Regions from separate parts of the Mus musculus genome. Here region 2 is linked to region 1. Evidence: chromatin contacts called from public Hi-C data. All regions are on one chromosome and are shown on one strand. The core of a region is the stretch at or near the end of the contact, and the rest is flanking DNA. Distances in the headings are between cores, read along the strand shown.

Region 1 (5,405 bases), core at 1,577-4,076:
CCCTGTAGAGGGCAGGATTTGTTTGTCCCCTGCTTCCAAGACAATGGGTGAGATTAGAGGCAGCAGCTATTCTCTCCCCAGAGGGCAGCCCCGGACCAGCAGCTACAGGGAACACAAAGGATTTGAATGCAATGCACCAGGCCTAGGAGTGTCATCATCTTAAGGGATCCGGTGCCAAGGGGCACCCACGGGGGCTCTCCGAGGCACCTGATGCCTCTCCACCCCACTCTACTTCCTACCATCCAGGAAACAAATAGCCCACTTCTTCCTCACCCCAGGCAGTCTCATGTCAGCAACCCCACCCCAGACTTAAATGGTCTGACAGGTCAGTAGAGGTGGGAAATGATGCACCAACCTGCTGTGTCCGAACCTGCACACACACACACACATACATACATACACACACCCTTCATCCTCACAAGGGCTTCCCACTACCTTTGCTCCCCGGCAAAGCTAGCTAGTTGCTCTTTGTCCTAAACACTTGGTTTTTAAACTTGAACTTCCCAAGTTGTGAGTGGACCGAACACTACAGGTCCCAAAGGCCCCAGCACTCTATACCCACATGCTAACCAGAAACTCTTCCGAGACCAGTTTCTGGTCCCCAGAAGCAGGCTGCCTGCAATCGGGGAAAACCCCACACAAGGATACTTCGGAGCCCTGCCCCAGGCTGGTGAGGAGGACACTCAGCTATTTTGAATCTGCTGGAATTAAACTCCTGCCTGCGTATTTTTAGCAGGTCCGTTTGCCCAGGAATAGATGCACACTGGCTGGCAGCCAAGCGGTCACACAGAGCAGAAAGCAGGCACGTGCTACATCAGGCAGCCCTTTGCATGCATCTGTTCACTCCAGGTTCTAGAAGGATCCCTTCTCTTTCTACAAGTACCTGTGGCTTCTCAGAAGGCCCTCTGGAGAAGTAATGGCCTCAACTCCCCAACCAGCTGACAAACCTGTAACCCAAGTCTAGAGCCTTCTAAACAAGAAAATAATCCCCGGGATGGCACAAAACAGTGTTGGTCCTAGTGACTAAATCAGTTTTGGCTGCAGTTACTGGGAAAAAGGGCTGCATGTAATTGACAGGAAAGTCAATCATAAAAACAACAGCTTAGAGGCCAAGAGCCCAAGTCCACTCTAGGCTTGGCCCTGATAGGGGGAGGATGTGTTCTGGACAGCTGTTCACACACCCTCTCTGTCAGAACTAGAACATTCCCCCATTATCCCAGGTATGACCACTGGGGGAGTGTGTGCCCCAGCCACTCCACCTCCAGAGCAAAGCACAGCTCGCTCTTGATAAATGTGCCTTCCCTTCAAGGGTCTTCCCCTGGGCAGGCGATCAGAGCCAAGCCCAGCAGTCCTGCAGGCTCTCCTGTACTTCTGTGTGGAGAACAGATGCAGCCTTGCTGGCCTCCATAGGAAGTTCCTTGGCGTGTGAGTTAAGGAAAGAAGAACATACAATTGTGGTTCCCTGCCTGGCAGCGAGAGAAAGAGCCTCTAGTTTCTGTCCACAGCGGTTTCTGAGCTCTCAGCTCTGCTGCTCCTAAGGAGCAGATGATCTACCAGAAGACTATCTCGGAGACACTCTCACTCTCTCTCTCTCTCTCTCTCTCTCTCTCTCTCTCTCTCTCTCTCTCTCTCTCTCTCTCTCTCTCTCTCTCTCTCACACACACACACACACACACACACACCTACACAAGTCTCGGTGGAGCCCAGAAAAACTTTTTCAAAGATCTGGATTAGGACTGGATAGATGAGCCGGGCGTGGTGGCACACGCCTTTAATCCCAGCACTCGGGAGGCAGAGGCAGGTGAATTTCTGAGTTCGAGGCCAGCCTGGTCTACAGAGTGAGTTCCAGGACAGCCAGGGCTGCACAGAGAAACCCTGTCTGGAAAAACCAAAAAAAAAAAAAAAAAAAAAAAAAAAAAAAAAAGGACTGGAGAGATGGCTCAGTAGTGAAGGGTACTTCTGCTCTTCCAGAGGACATGGGTTCATTTCCCAGGACACATAAGGAAGTGTATAGCCATCAGTTCCAGGAGATGACCCCCCCCCTTTCTGGCCTGCCTAGGTACCAGGCACACATGCAGTGCTCATACATATATATTCAGGCAAAAGCTCATCTCATACACATAAAATAAAAATAAGCTAATCTTTAAGGCAAGGATTTCTATAGGCTGCTACAGATACAGGGGAGAGGTGACCTTTTTATGGTTCTGATGTTTTTAAGGGTAGGAGAGGGGAGCAAAGTCCCTGGGCAGAGCCTGAAGGTGTCCTAGGAGCTGACCTAAAGAACTGGCGAGAAGGCCTGGCAGTCTCGTCAAGTGGGGCAGATCACCAGAGGTAACGGCTGACTGCGGCGATCCCCATGTGATTTCTGGCCAACACTGGCAGTCAGGCACTTAGCCATAGGAGGTTACTGAGCACTGAAGTATGACAAATGCGACTGAAAAACCTCAATGTCTAGTCTTATGTAAAGTCAGTTTAAATATCCACACGCTGGTGGCGACAGCTTGGGTGACAGCAAGTACTAGAAGGTTTCCCCAGAAAATCCCAGGACATGAGAGGTCCTGCCTAGCACCAACCTTGCTGGCAGAGTGCAGTTCTGGGGGTGATGGTGAGCCTGGGCCACTCTCCCGCGGCAGCATGGCTGAGGCCCAGGGTCACAGAGATGGAGCCATGCCTCAGGCCCGCTGGTCTTAGCCTAGCCCGGGTGTTCCCTTCATCCCTGGGGGTCTGAGCAAGCTGACTCATGCGAGCACCATCAGGATTCCGTGTTAGCTCATAATGGGCTGGCTGGCCCGCCCAAGGTTAGCCCTACACCTCTATTGTGATGGCCTTACAGGGCAGCAAGCCAGCCAGTGCAGGTATGTAGACTGGCAGACAAGACAGACAGATTCACCCTAGGGTAACTAACTCCTTGCACAGGTACAGATGAGCCATCTCCCCAACCAACACCCTGGAACACTTTCTCAGCCTGCTCCACAGCAGGAGGGCAGAAGCTCAAGACCCACTTGGTGAAACTTCTCTGGCCAAAAAGGAAAGCTAAGGTCTAGAACTGAGAGGCCCAGGTAAGACGAGCTGGAAACTAAAACTCCCATTCTAAGCATGGGATCTTCCTTGCCAGCCCAATCAGTAGTTAACTAACTTCCAGCTTAAAGAATCTGGTTAAAAGGGCTTAGCTGTTGAGAGCACTGGCTGCCCTTACATAGGACCTGGGTTCAATTCTCACTACCCACACCGTGGCTCAAAACCTTCTTAGACTGGAGTCCCAGAGGCTCTGATGCCCTCTTCTGCCTCCTGAAGGCACTGTATCCACGTGGTGCACATACACACATGCAGATAAAATACCTACACACATAAAATTTAAAAAACCTTGGTAACACAAAGGAACCAACCAACCAATCAGGAACAGAGTGTCCACCTCTCCTTGCAGACAGGTCCAGCGCCTCAGTCCTTTCTAGTGATGTGAGAAAGCAAACTCTCCTACAGTGGTCTCCCCAGTTACTTCATCTCAGGTAGGGGTGTGGTTTGGGGGTTTTGTTTGTTTGTTTGTTTTAAGCACAACCATTTATTGTTATTGTTGTTTTTTAGTATTTTTTTTCAAGACAATGTTTCTCTGTGTAGCCCTAGCTGTCCTATAGACCAGGCTGTCCTGGAACTCAGACATCCACCTCTGCCTCTCTAATGCTAGGATCAAAGGTATGCACCACCATGCCTTTGCACAGGGGTGTGGTTTTTGAAAAGTTTGAAGGCTGTGTCCAGTCCCTCCTGGCCCCCATCTTGGTCTCTTTATTATTGCCTGGTTTTTACGAGAGAATTCTGTCAGGCTCTAGGGGGTGATTACAAAGCAGATTCAGGAATGCACTCCTGGGTACATGGAGTTCTCACCTCACCACAGAAGGTACCACACAGGCCTGCTCCAAAGATATGAGCAGTGATCTGACAACAGGCTTGCTTAAAAGACAGGAGGATCACGAGTTAGAGGCCCTGTCTCAAGACCAAGCAAATAAAAACCAAATGGTATGTGGCTTCACAAGAGGTAAGTAAGGAAAGATATTGATGTGTGGCTAACGATGCCAGCAACGGAGAAATCACAAAGGCAGAAGAGAAAAACTCTATTCAATAAATATGTATTGACAAGTCCAAGTACCAGGCAGGGTAGGGCAGAAATGAGTGAGAAGCTCTGAACCTTCCACAACATTTTTGGAGGTGAATACCCGTGACCTCTTCCCTAGTGAGCTGCTCTGCTGCCCACGCTGCCAAGGACTGGTCCAAGGGGCAGAGGAAAAAAAAAAAAAAAATGTCTGGTGGTTGGAGGAATGAGCAGAAAACAGAGTACCATTTCCCCAAACATGGATGCTCCAGTTCCTTGTGCAAGGATAAGAGGCCTTTAGACTGTGTGCTGAAGAGCCAAGCATACTTGGGCTACACTCAGTGACCACTGTCTCCACCACCTGGGGGTTCAAATCCAGGTGTCGTCTCCTTCACAACTTCCAAAAGGTAAAGCCTTCTGTTAGCTTGGGAGAAGGAACCTCCTGGCTTGGTTGTCCTTGCTGAATAGTCCTGTGTTCAGTCACATATCCCCTAATGCGCACTCTCAAAGGGACCTGCTCTCCTGCACATATCAGCATGCTTGATAGCTACTCACCTCTGCACGCACACACTCGCAGCAAGGTACTGGAGGACATGTTCTCCCAAGACAATGGAGTGAATCTAGAAAGGAGGGGAGTCTCTGTAGGCATGTTGTTATTGTGTGTTGTGTAAAGAGTATCCTTGTGTTACTCAAGTGCTGACTTCCGGGCCCCCATATCTGGTAGCAATTTTTATTCTAAGAATCTCCTGCTTCAATATTGTGTTAACATTGCTCCCCAATTATTCTCTGAATAGTCAATAAAGCTAGCTGATCAGCCAATGACTGAGCCAATAGGGCTGATCTCTTTCTCCCAGAGGGGAGGGGGGGGAGAGTCCAGGAGGCATCATGAGAAAAGACCTGGAGCCCAGAGAGTCAGATCAGTACTAAAATGCAAATATCTCTGGGATTTTGGCTGGGAGGTAGCCGGATCAGTTTAGAAGAAGTCATACTGCTGTTCGGCTGTTGTGCCCTTAAAGCTTGTTAAATAAATATAATAGTCCAGTCTCAATTATTTGGGAGCTAGCTGGGTTAAAAGTGCAACAGGTATCACATCCAAGGAACACATCAGACAGAGAAAATCCCCAGGAGGAAGAGGAGGCAGAGCCAACAGAAAGGGATAGATCTGCAGAGCAAAGTGGAACTCTTAGAAGGAGCTGGGATGCGGAACCACAAAGCCTCTCCACCAATGGCATGATGCCTGCCATAATGACAGAGGCTAGGGAGGAGTGGGAACTAGGAAAGACACAGAAAAGTATAGAAAGGGGGTCTGAGGGGCGAGGAT
Region 2 (5,625 bases), core at 2,128-4,627, 37 kb after region 1:
AGCATGATTGGAACTGGCAACTAGACAGACAGACACAACAGCAGTAAGACACACATTGAATTCTAGAGTTGTTTAAAAAAAAAACAAAAAAAAAAACGTAGTCTTGACAATTGAACCTAGAGCACCTGAGGCAAGCTCTCTCTCACTGAGAGACGTTCCAGGCAAAATTATCAAGTTATGATGTGAAAATATATTTTCATTTTCTTTTTTTTTTTTTCTTGGTTTTTCGAGACAGGGTTTCTCTCTATAGCCCTGGCTGTCCTGGAACTCACTTTGTAGACCAGGCTGGCCTCAAACTCAGAAATCCACCTGCCCCTGCCTCCCGAGTGCTGGGATTAAAGGCGTGCACCACCACGCCCGGCAAAAATATATTTTCAGGGCCGGAGAGAAGGCTCAGTGGTTAGGAGCACTCTCCAGAGGTCCTGAGTTCAATTCCCAGCAACCACATGGTGACTCATTACCACCTATAATGGGATCTGATGCCCTCTTCTGGTGTGTCTGAAGACAGCTACAGTATACTCATACACATAAAATAAATTTAAAAAAAAGGTGGGGGGCTGGCAAGATGGCTCAGTGGTTGAGAGTGCTGACTGCTCTTCCAGAGATCCTGAGTTCAATTCCCAGCAACCACATGGTGGCTCAGAACCATCTGTAATGAGATCTGATGCCCTCTTCTGGGGTGTCTGAAGACAGCTACAGTGTACTTACATATAACAGATAAATAAATCTTAAAAAAAAAAAAAAAAAAAAAGGCCAGAGTGGGACCAGAGCGAGAAGAAAAAAAAGAAAGAAAACATATTTTCAGTGTGTGTGTGTACATGTTCATATATAATATAGAGGTAAGAAGTCAATGTTGGGTGTATTTTTGGAACTGGGGTACACAGTGAGCCTGGGGTTTACCATTTCAGCTAGACTGACTAGCCAACAAGCCCCTGGGACCCATCTGTCTCTCTGTCTGTCCTCCTCAGTGATGGGGTAACAGATGTGGGCTGCTGTGTGTGCCTTTTTATGTTGCTGCCAAGGATCTGAACTTAAGACCTCCTGTTTGCACAGCAAACATTTTGCCCACCCCTGTCCATCCCCAACCTCTTGATTTTTGAGACAAGGTCTGGCTGTCTTGAAATTTGATATATAGACCAGACAAGCCTGAAACTCACAGAAATCCACCTGCCTCTGCCTCCTGAGTTCTGGGATTACTCGAATGTGCCACCGAAGCTGGCCCCGATTTTTACTGTTAATTGGTATATTGTAAGTGGGAGAGTCTATGGATTCAGTGTGACATGTCACTGTGTGTGTACCATGTGTACTGACCAAATCAGTAGATAACATACTCACCACTCAAGACATTTATCATTCCTTTGTCCCAGCTAGTTTGAAATGCTTAGTTGTGTCAGCCCTATCTACCCCACTGTGTCATAGAACATTAGAAGTTATTCATCCCACACACCTGTAGCCCCAAGGAACTGTCCTTTTTCTACCTCCCCACCCCCAGGCCTCCCACCCCCACCCCCACCTCTCCCTGGCTCTTGGAACCACAATGAAATTGTAAGGTCTAATAAAAACATCAATGCTGGGCTGGAGAGATGGCTCAGTGGTTAGGAGCACTGACTGCTCTTCCGAAGGTCCTGAGTTCAAATCCCAGCAACCACATGGTGGCTCACAACCATCTGTAATGGGATCCGATGCCCTCTTCTGGTGTGTCTGAAGACAGCTACAGTGTGCTCACAGACATAAAATAGATAAATAAATCCTTGAAAAAATACAGAGAAAAGCTCAGATGGAACCTAGGTGGAATCCTACACTCTTCACTACAATGGGGGCGTAAATATTGAACAAAACATTGAGGACAATAAAAGGAAATATTCATAAGAGATTCATGACCCAGAAAGCCAAGTGCAGCCCTGACCTGTCCAATAGCGTATGAGGGAAATCACATTAATAAGAGAAGCAGTTAAATGTGAAAATTGAGGTTACGAAGCTTACTAGATCGTGAGCCTGATAAATGGTTATCATAGCCTTCTGACAGAATAAATGCATTTCTCTCTCTCTCAAAAAAAAAACAAAAACAAAACAAAACCCATGAAACAATTGAAATTAACGGTTGCAGTTTTCCATTGCATCAACATGGCAGAAAATTTAGTATTTAATATTACACTGACATTGATTTGGGAGGAGAAAGAAATTATTTTTTAAAAAATAGCTTTTATGCTTGCATATCCTGAGAGTAAGATATGCATTTTGTTACCAGAATGAGAGTTTTACAACCAGGTTTCAGGACTGGCCTTGACCGAGGGAAAGTGTGTATCCAGAAAGGCTGATGGCTTTATTTTAAAACTTTTTTTTTTAACGATTCATTATTATTTCAGGGTGGCGCCTGTCACACCACTGAAGACAGAGGATAAATTTGGAGGCTGGTTCTCATGTTCCACCCCGGTGCCGTGCCGAGCAATCCGGTTGCACATTTGCAAGGCAAGCATGCTTTCCTGCTGGCATGGCCTATATCTGTATTGTAAGGAAAACATCATTTGCATACAAACAACACTTGTGCAACTTTCATAGTTAATATTTTTATCAGCTTTACAGGTGTGGTATGTGGAGCTCTGTCTTCTCTCCTGTGGAAGGCAGAGGACCTTAGATGACTTGTGCTGTGGTCTTCAGCCTTTATCCCGAGAGGCAAGGTCTCTCACGACACCTGGATCTAGGCTGACAGCCAGAAAGCCCCAGTGATGCTCATAAGTGGTCCTCATAGTTTCACCTCTACCACGGAGGGTGGGTGTGGCCACCCCCTGGTGTATTAGTCTGGGGGTGGACACACCCAGCGTTTTACTTGAGAGTTGATTTGACCTCGGGTCCTTAAGTGTGTGGAAGCAAGCCATAGAGTCACTTCCCAAGCCTGTGAAATTAATTTTTTAGAAAAAAACTAGAGTGTTGGTGGCTTCTTAGTGTAGCAGGCAGCAGGTCAGACTAGTAAAAGACAGAATAGGCAACAAAATAAAATAGTACTGAACAAAACCAATTTTTTTTTCAAGACAGAGTTTCTATATATAACACCCGTGGCTGTCCTAAAACTCACTCTGTAGACCAGGCTAGCCTGGAACTCAGAGATCTGCCTGTCTCTGCCTCCTGGGTGCTGGGATTAAAGGCGTATGCCACCACCACCTAGCTATCAATGACATTCTTATGATATTTTCATAGAATAATTATTAGCGAACACTGTTATGGATCCATGATTTTTTGCTGTCGATGACATCTCAGTATTTATACAAAACAAAGAAAAAGTCCTATTTTTTTCATAGAAATCACACAATGCGAAAATGTTCAACTCACAATACAGGTTTTTGTTTTGTTGCTTTTCGTTGTTTTTGAGACAGGGTCTCCCTAGGTAACACTGGCTGACCTGGAACTTACTATGGAGACCATGCTGGCCTTAAACTTACTGAGGTCCAATTGAGTGTCTATGGATGGCTGTGAGTGATCATGTTGCACTGGACGGATTTGTGAGTCAACTTGACACAAGTTAAGGTCACCAGAGGGCAAGGAGCCTCAGTTGAGAAAATGCCTCCATGAGATCCAGCTGGAAGACATTTTTCTCTATTAGTGATCAATGCAGGAGGGCCCAGCTCATGGTGGGTGGTGCCATCCCTGGGCTGGTGTCCTGAGTTTTATATGAAAGCAGGCTGAGCAAGCCATGGGGAGCAAGCCAGTAGACAGCACCCTCCATAGCCTCTGCATCAGCTTCTGCTTTCAGGTTCCTGCCCTGCTTGTGTTCCTGTCCTGACTTTCTTCAGTGACGGACTATGATATGGAAATGTAAGTCAAATAAACCCCTTTCCTCCCCAACTTGCTTTTGGTCTTGGTATTTTGTCACGGCAATAGAAACCCTAAGTAAGATACACGTGGTTGTTCAAAAACTAAGTGCTGGGCTGGAGATGTAGCTCAGGTATTCAGAGCATTCGGCTGGTGTGAGTCAAGTTCTGGCTTCTCTATCCAGCACCATAGAAAATCCAAGGTGGTGTTGCCTTCCTGTAATTATAGTATGTGGGAAATAGAAGCCACAGAAGTTCAAGGTCATCTTTGTCAAGGGTTGTTCATAGCTCAAGGCCAGTCTGGACTGTAGAAAAACTGGGGCAAGGTAGGGTGGGGCTGGAGAGACAGCTGGCTCAGTGATTAAGAGCACTTACTGCTCTCGCAGAGGACCCTGGTTTGGTTTGCAGTACCCACCTGGTGGTTCACAAACCTCTGTACTCCCAGTTCCAAGGCAATCTGATGCTTACTTCTTTGCTCTTTTTTTGTTTGTTTGTTTGTTTTGTTTTTGTTTTTTTGAGACAGGGTTTCTCTGTGTAGCCCTGGCTGTCCTGGAACTCACTTTGTAGATCAGGCTGGCCTCGAACTCAGAAATTCACCTGCCTCTGCCTTCCAAGTGCTGGGATTAAAGGCGTGCGCCACCCCACCTGGCTAATGCCTTCTTCTTACCTTCTCATGGACCAACATGCACGTAGTGCACGGTAATACCGGTAATACATGCAGGCAAAATACACATCAAATATAAACATCTTTATATGTGGCCAGGCGTGGTGGCGCACACCTTTAATCCCAGCACTTGGGAAGCAGAGGCAGGTGGATTTCTGAGTTCGAGGCCAGCCTGGTCTACAGAGTGAGTTCCAGGACAGCCAGGGCTACACAGAGAAACCCTGTCTCGAAAAACAAAACAAACAAACAAACAAAAAAACCAACCAAACAAAAAAATCTTTATATGTAAAAAAAAAAAGTGTTGGCTGGGTATATAAGCTCTGGACTTAGCTCCCATTATAGCTTAAATAAATAAAATTAAAAGGTCTTGATGTTGGGAAGTCACAAATTCCATTCTTTTGTGGAAGCTAAAAAAGTCATAGTCACAGATGCAAGAAGTGAGTGGCTGTTTTCTGGAGTCTGGCATGGAGGAACTAGGGAGACCCTGGTCCAGGAGTACAGAGCTGCAGTTATAGAATGAGCCAGTTGTGGGGTGAAGGGCATCATGATGACTGCAGTAAAGAATACTGTATTCTTTTCATGATTGTTGCCGTGTTTTCCTGAGACAGGGTTTCCCTATGTAGCCTCCTCCTGAAAGACCCCCGACGTGGGAAGTCAATCAATTTGAGGAGACCCTCTCAAGGACCAGCGAGACCACGATTCGGATGCAAGCAGCAAGAGGCTTTATTGGGAATACGGGTACCCGGGCGACTCAGTCTATCGGAGGACTGGCGCGCCGAGTGTGGAGTTTTTACCCTTTTTATAGGGCTGGGGCTGGGGAGCAAAAAGCGCGGTTACAGAAGCGAGAAGCGAGCTGGTTGGTTAGTTCGAATAAGGCTTGGGGTATTTCCCGGTCATTTGGGGAAACTGAGGTGGGACTTTTTAGTTCTAAACAATGTCTATTCTCAAGAAATGGGTATGGGAGGGGTACGAGGAAAGGGTCTAATGAAGGTTCAACAATGGGCACACACCTGGTCAGAACGTTGACAGACACACAGGTTCAAGGAGTGGCCAGAGCACTGTGCACCTCTATTTTTCTAAATCAGTGAAGCTAGTTCTGCTAACACTGACGTCTGAGAGCCATCTGTTCTTGGCCCTGAGCCGGGGCCCAGGTGC

Evidence for each region. A called contact is a pair of places that touch in the nucleus more often than the background predicts.
Region 2: a Hi-C map of 8-cell embryo shows a contact between it and region 1, with 2.0 times the contacts expected there. The contact joins the enhancer-like site here to the promoter of 4930556N13Rik in region 1. A contact is called at or near these places in 3 of 484 Hi-C or Micro-C datasets (8-cell embryo, brown adipocytes and liver), 2 of 115 datasets of contacts at active chromatin or transcription factors (both in embryonic stem cells) and 3 of 9 other capture datasets (adipose tissue, liver and pancreatic islet).

What each region holds. Positions count from the first base shown.
Region 1 is chr11:88,848,778-88,854,182 of GRCm38.p6, forward strand. 4930556N13Rik (RIKEN cDNA 4930556N13 gene) reads left to right here and starts at 2,827. Exons shown (of 5, transcript NR_126433.1): 1 at 2,827-3,059; 2 at 3,425-3,506. All of the region lies in intron 1 of Akap1 (A kinase (PRKA) anchor protein 1), which reads right to left.
Region 2 is chr11:88,885,079-88,890,703 of GRCm38.p6, forward strand. No RefSeq gene overlaps it. Among named protein-coding and RNA genes, the nearest start is that of Gm23507, 17 kb to the right of the region's middle. Within about 2 kb of position 3,378, at least 5 of the 459 cell types and tissues checked have an H3K27ac peak or open chromatin away from gene starts, as enhancers often do. A contact at or near this core is called in 8-cell embryo, where this site is marked.